Linked DNA regions of Zea mays: region 2 is linked to region 1. The links are chromatin contacts, called in public Hi-C maps. All regions are on one chromosome and are shown on one strand. Each heading gives the region's core, a stretch centred on a gene start, on an enhancer-like site or on the middle of the called end of the contact. The rest is flanking DNA. Distances are from core to core; before and after follow the strand shown. Region 1 holds the start of LOC100384591. Region 2 holds the start of LOC542304 (abscisic stress protein homolog).

Region 1 (3,377 bases), core at 225-2,724:
TATAGTCCTGATAGGATCTGGTACTACTGCAGACAACAATCAAGCAGTTACCAGCTGAATGCTAGCACATGTACGAAACTAAATATTCGCTTTCAATGTAAGCACATCTTGAAATGATGGATATGGGACCAGAAGACTGGATCACGCTATTCAGTGCCCATAGAGATGCACACCTTCATATTGCACGACCCTGGCAGGTGAAGCCGGTGTTTTGTTGCCACCTTCCTCCCACATTGCACTAATCTTCATCTGATACCATCTGCGCATAATCCAAAAAAACATATCATAAGAAACAAAAATAAATGGCAAATGTTTACACTCGACAGATAAGTGCCAGAAAGGTTCCACACGCGGCATCAATTACAACTGTCGCACATAAGTTACAGTGAGGGCCTGAGGGGAACATAATCATGAGGAAAATCGGAATTCCCCAGCTGCGAGAAGAAATGCCTGGAAACAACCGACCGAACGAGAAAGGCAAGGACAGAAACACCTCGAGAAAATACAAACATATAGCTCGGACCTTTATATGTTCTATCTAAAAACATGTTCTCCCTAAAAGGCAGTAAAGAAAGTAAACCCGAGAAAACGTTTTGCGAGAAATAAGACACGCACAAATAGAGAAGAACGAAAAATTCACGCCGTGGCTGAAACAAGATCGGGATTGCGGACAAAACGAGCAATTCTCACCCTTGCTGAAACAGATCGAGGTTGTGGAAGCGGTGGATGTAAATGGCCACCTCGTGCACCGTCTCCATGACGTCCGGCGGCCTGACGCAGAACCTGACCCCCTTGGCCTCAGCTCTCCCCGCGTCCGCCTCCGCTGTGGCGGCGTCCAGCCGCCACGACGCCGGCGATACTCTTTTGGCCGCTGCGCGCGGGCTGTCCTGGACGCCGCCGCCGACGAGGCACCTCATGCGGCCGAGCTTCCGGGCCGCCCCCGCCGCGCCGATCCGCGCATCACTGCCTGGATCCCCGCGGGCGGCAAGGCATGCCTGGGCTCCGCGCTCACCCCCTCGCTCGCTCGATGCCCGGCCCTAGGGTTTGGAAGCTCCCGGGTACTCGCACCAGCAGGGCGCGGTCTCAGCGGAGGCGAAGCGCGGGGGGGGGGGGGGGGGGGGGGGGGGGGGGGGGGGGGGGGGGGAGTGGACCGCGCTCCACCTGCGTGACTACGTTGTCCGTCGCGGGGATGACGCGTGGGGCCTGAGCCACGGCGGCGGGGGCGGGCGGATGCCCTGGGGTTGGGCTCCGGAGGGATGGGCCCCACTCCTCAGCGGAGAATCGCTAGCTCGCAGATCGAAAGTCGAAGGATGCGGCGGCGGCGCAAGGACGGGTGACACCTAGTGGCGGCGCGTGCGACGGCGCCAGCGTAGGGGGGATATGTTCGGCTGGCTGTCCGTTGGGTCCCGCTGGCCGGAGCGTGCGGAGATCGGGGAGGGCAAGCGGTGTGGTGGTGGAGCAGGCGAGGAGAGAAAGGAGGAAGGCGACAGGTGGGTGCGGGGATTTTAATGACCGGGTCGCCCTCACTCCCAGGTGGCGCCGCGGGGCCCGGGAGCAGAATCTTTCGGCGCGACATGGACCCACCGGTCAGCTACGTGAGGTCGTCGCAAGGCTCGTGAGTGGACGGGCATTAATGAGGGGGCGCGAGCGCGATGATGGCCGCAGCTGTACACGGACAGGGACAGGTGGGTGGATTAGGGCGGGGGCAGGGTCCCGCGGGCGCGGGCCCAGCTGTCAGCGGGAGCCAAAGCCCAAGACCTACCGCTCCGGATTCCTGGAAAGCTCATGTCTCTACCCGCTCCGTGTCGTCACGGTATCCTTCACCCGAAAGCGGGCTCCGTAGGATGACGCTTTCGCTTTCCGGGCTCAGGCCCGGTGGCGGGCCCTGGAGTGAGAGCGGCGGTGATGGTCGATGGTCTACGGTCAGTATCCGTCCGTGGGCCCGTGGCCCCAGAGACGGCGGGCGCGACCCTACCCACTGAAACCTCTTCCCATAATATTATCTCGATTCTTGATGTTTTTTAATCTAAATCTGTACTATACTGCTCTATTAAAAATCTAATATGAGCATCTGGCACTACAACGGCTTCACCCTCCGTGTTGACACTTTAGACATGCTCCACACGCCCCGCCTTAGTGTTGTTCCCCGTCTAGGTGTCGCCCCCTCGCGCGCATCTCGTGGCAACGGGTACATGTCTAGTAATCTGTTAAGAACCTAATTTTGGTATCTGGTGCTACCATAACTTCATCCTCGACGTTGACATTCTAGACCCGCCCCACGCCCCCACTTGCCCAGCGGTCTCTCAGCTACTGCCCTATTGACCTAGCGACTCCATAGCTAGTTATTGCGCTTGTATAGCACTCGACCCCGCCGCGCTACCATCAGGCCACGCATAACTTAGTGTTGAAAAAGAAACAATAATTATATAAAAAAATATATTACAGGGCAAGCACTCGAATCCACGTCTCTCTCTCTCTCTCCATAAATTTGTGGCTAACCGTCAGGCCGCACGTATATTAGTGTTTAGAAATAAACAGTACTTGTATTTAAATAAATATCTCAGTACATATTTATATGATATATAAAAACGTAGCAAAACAAGGACAACCGGCTAGTATTTAATAAAAAAAAAACTGCAGCATTATATAACGACTCCTTCCAATCTTTTGATGATCTTTTGACGCTTTAAAAAACTTGCTCCCAACACGCTCAAAAAGACTTGCGCACGACTTGAGGTCAGCTGCGGGCGACGACGATAGCATGGCTATCTCTCGCTCTCGCCCGTATAATACGGAGCACGCGTTCAAGCGAAAAGAAGGGTGAGAGAGAGACGAGAAGCGGGCAACGCGCTGACACGAACGAGAGGCGACGTGACGGCTTTTGATTGGTCCATCATGATTGCCGTTGCAAGAAAATTTAAAAAAAAACTAAAATCATAAATGTCATCCTCAATCCCACTATAAATACCCCTACGAGATGGAGCACTATTTCATACTACACCATTTCATCTCAAACCACAGCGCAAATATCGAAATAAGTGTTGGTAAATTACTTGATTTTAAAATAGAAAAGATGATGTCACTACTATAGTCTAAGGTTACAGGGGCGAAAGGGGAATGGTGCATTGGAACCAGCTTGACTGAATGTCCTCAGCCACCGGCGGAAGGACAGAAGGAACTTGATTATCGTTGGCCGCGTGTAGCCACAGCAGGCCGCTAGCCGCTCCTGGGCTGCCCCTGCCTGGCTACGCCCTACCGTTGATCGTGGCCGGCTACTTGCCGTCCTAGGTTGGCTGGCCGGTCCCGGCTAGCTGGCTGGCTGGCCCCCGGTTCCTGTGTTCTAGCCGATTGCTGGCTGGGAAGGGCGCACCGGAGAG
Region 2 (3,377 bases), core at 380-2,879, 130 kb before region 1:
CACGGTGGGCTAGCCCGACACGACTCATTTACCTTTAAGCCTGTTAAGCCCGTTTTTACACTAAAACGTGTTTAACGGCCTGCTTAGCCCGTTTTTCGACCCGTTTAGACCCGCTGCGGGCTGGGCTCGGACAGAAAATCGATCCCGCGGGCTTAGACGGTCCGACCAGGTTTTCTAACCGTGTCTAACAGACCGGACCCAAAACGGGCCAGGTTTTAACAGGCCCGGACCGGGCAGGGCCGTTTGGCTATCTCTGGCATATAATGACAACATAGCGCACAACCGCAAGAAGAATATTTTGCGGTGGTTAAAGCGGGCGGCCGCGGGGTTTCATCCCTAGTGCTGCGACCTCATTGTGAAGTGTATAGATAGATTGACTAATTTTTTCCATCAACTTAAGCTTTTTAGATGACTGATCAATATGTTCACAAAAAAGATTTTCCTGCTTAAATATAGTAGATGTATATGCCTCATGAAGAATGCAATCATCTTTGACATGAATGGACACAGACTGTAGATGAATGTTAGTTTTTTTTGTCTCCATCAGTCGAATCCGCGGGACCCTAAATCGATCAGCGAAGAGGAATAAATATCTTCGGTTCAGGGTCGCCATCGGCATTCCGTGTCTTAATGCGAGGGAAGCTGTATCTTGGTAGCCTTTTGCATTATTTTTTTTTCCAACCGGCCGACACCGTCATCTTCTCCTCGTGAAAAGAGATATGATCCGGTTGCATTAGTACTAGATGTGTGGAAACAAATCATATGCCTGATATTTTAGGCGCTGGTGGTCGGTGTGAAAGAGCGAGAGGAGGAGGATGAGACTGAGAGGTGCAGCCGACATATGGGCACACGTGTCAAACCCATATAAAAGCTGGCTTCGGTGTGTGGGGGAAAAAACTGCTTTCCGGATATTCCAAGGATCATCCGTCTGCCCTGCCGACACTGTATCTCAGCTTGCTTCGACCACGAGCTCGGTGGGCCCTGCCGCCCAACTACATCTGTGGGCCCACCGCCCAAATAAGCTGCCCTGTCCGGTTGGGCAAGCAGTAAAGGTTTGGAACATGTTCGTTTGGTTTTAATTTATACTAGATTCTATTATTTTTATAGTATTTTTGTCTTTATGAATTACAACTCTAATAGTCAAACAACTGACTTTAATCTTAAACGATCTTAGAGGATGTTTAATTTACGAACTAATTTTTAGTCCATTTATTTTAGTTTAGTCTCTAAATTATTAAATATATAAACTAAAATAGAGTTTTGGTTTTCGTATTTAATAATTTATGGACTAAGCTGAAATAAAATAGATGGACTACAAATTTAGTCTCTAAAAATCAAACACCAACTTAGTAGGTTGAGTACCAGTTTTGTAACAATCTGTATTATCTTATAAGGGAATAATTGTATATTCGATCATGCAAATAGTTGAATCATGTATATAATATAAAGATGTTCTGTAGACGGTGCATATCGCTTCTAATTAATCATGTCTGAATTTTGATAATAATGATACGCGTACTGATTTCCACCACCGTCCATAATGCCATGCCAGCTCAGTCCACAGGGCCCCTCCATCCGGCTATATAAGACGATGAGCAACTGCCAAGCAACAAGCAAGAACAGCTGTCGATCCAATTGTCACTTGCTCTCCCTCCAACAAGCTAATTAAGGCCGGTCATCCCTCTTCTAGCTCGTTTCATTATCCATGGCGGAGGAGAAGCACCACCACCACCACCTGTTCCACCACAAGAAGGACGAGGAGCAGCTCGCCGCCGGCGGGTACGGCGAGTCCGCCGAGTACACGGAGGCCACGGTGACGGAGGTGGTGTCCACGGGCGAGAACGAGTACGACGAGTACAAGAAGGAGGAGAAGGAGCACAAGCACAAGCAGCACCTCGGCGAGGCCGGCGCCATCGCCGCCGGCGCCTTCGCACTCGTACGTAGTCCGTCCGATCCGATCCTCCTTGAGTAGTATATATATATACATACATGAACGAGAAAGAATAATATATATATTAATCGAACGAACTGAATGACGGTCACCTCGTGTGACGTGGACATGCACAGTACGAGAAGCACGAGGCGAAGAAGGACCCGGAGCACGCGCACCGCCACAAGATCGAGGAGGAGGTCGCGGCGGCGGCGGCCGTCGGCTCCGGCGGCTTCGCCTTCCACGAGCACCACGAGAAGAAGAAGGACCACAAGGAGGCCGAGGAGGCCGGCGGCGAGAAGAAGCACCACTTCTTCGGCTGATTGATCCTCCCGTATCGTCGTCCCTCCCCGTGTGCTACGCGTGCGTGTGAGAGTGATATCGAGCGCCCGCCGTGTTGTGCGCGCGTACGTATGTATGCGCTCGTGTGATGCACGAATAAGCGTGGCTACGTAATCTATCGTATGTATACGTGTGTGTATGCATGTGCTTGTGTATGATCGTGGTACGAGGACCGAAAAAATGTATGCAACTCTGATTTACTTACATGTTTAGTTGTTTACGTTTCTCCAAAAGTATTAGTACCCATTATGTTATATTTTACTATATTATATTTTATTGATTATTAAACTATGTATGGATGAAATTACTATTTCAAGCTGGTAGCTAGACCGAGATAAAACTCGTCCGTGTTGTTTTAACGGGTGTATTAATTTTATTCCAAGTTAAATATTGTTTACGAACCTAGAGAGAAAAAAACACGCACATATAGTATGAATCATATATGTCGGTTTTACAAAATGTATACATTTTCTAAATATGTGAATCGTATATATATATAGTATATGAGAGTACTGCGGCTAATTAAAGCTACCTGTACTACTAAGATCAAGAATAACACATATCTAAACTGCAAAAAAAAAAGATAGAATAAAACACCTTTCTAAAAATTTACGTACTCACAAGTTTAGAAAAGGACCACATACTCACAAGTTTTTTTTTTAAAAGGACCACATACTTGCATTTTATAATTATCTAAAAATTCATGTTCACATTTATAATAAAATTGTAAATGACGAATAAGCTGAAGAGTAAATAATGATCGGCATGTGAGATCTTGGTCTCTCATTATACCAGACCTATTCATTAACCACATTTGGATACGGAACAACAAAAAAATGTCTACAGATGGAACGTTTTGCAAGTTCATAACTTAACTTTTGATAACAATAAGTTGAACAAAACAAAAGAAACAAGAGCTTTCGTAGCTTAGTTGGTTAGAGCACCCGTTTAGTAAGCGGGAGGTCTTGAGTTCAACTCTCAACGAATGCATTTTTTTTATTTCCGTTACATTTTTAACAAATGAAATAAACATTTGAACGAGTCGCTTTGCTAAGAAGTTGCAGATGACGCAGCCTGACTTACAGGAGAACGCACATTTTTACGG

Evidence for each region. A called contact is a pair of places that touch in the nucleus more often than the background predicts.
Region 2: a contact with region 1 is called in a Hi-C map of bundle sheath, with 2.6 times the contacts expected there. The contact joins the promoter of LOC542304 here to the promoter of LOC100384591 in region 1. A contact is called at or near these places in 3 of 25 Hi-C or Micro-C datasets (bundle sheath, leaf and tassel).

What each region holds. Positions count from the first base shown.
Region 1 is chr10:8,536,432-8,539,808 of Zm-B73-REFERENCE-NAM-5.0, reverse strand. It overlaps LOC100384591, which reads right to left and starts at 1,474. Exons shown (of 14, transcript XM_020545202.3): 1 at 691-1,474; 2 at 174-259. The coding sequence starts at 917.
Region 2 is chr10:8,665,670-8,669,046 of Zm-B73-REFERENCE-NAM-5.0, reverse strand. LOC542304 (abscisic stress protein homolog) reads left to right here and starts at 1,629. Exons shown (of 2, transcript NM_001111891.2): 1 at 1,629-1,936; 2 at 2,068-2,475. The coding sequence starts at 1,706. The coding sequence ends at 2,253. TRNAT-AGU (transfer RNA threonine (anticodon AGU)) reads left to right here and starts at 3,189; the gene lies at 3,189-3,262.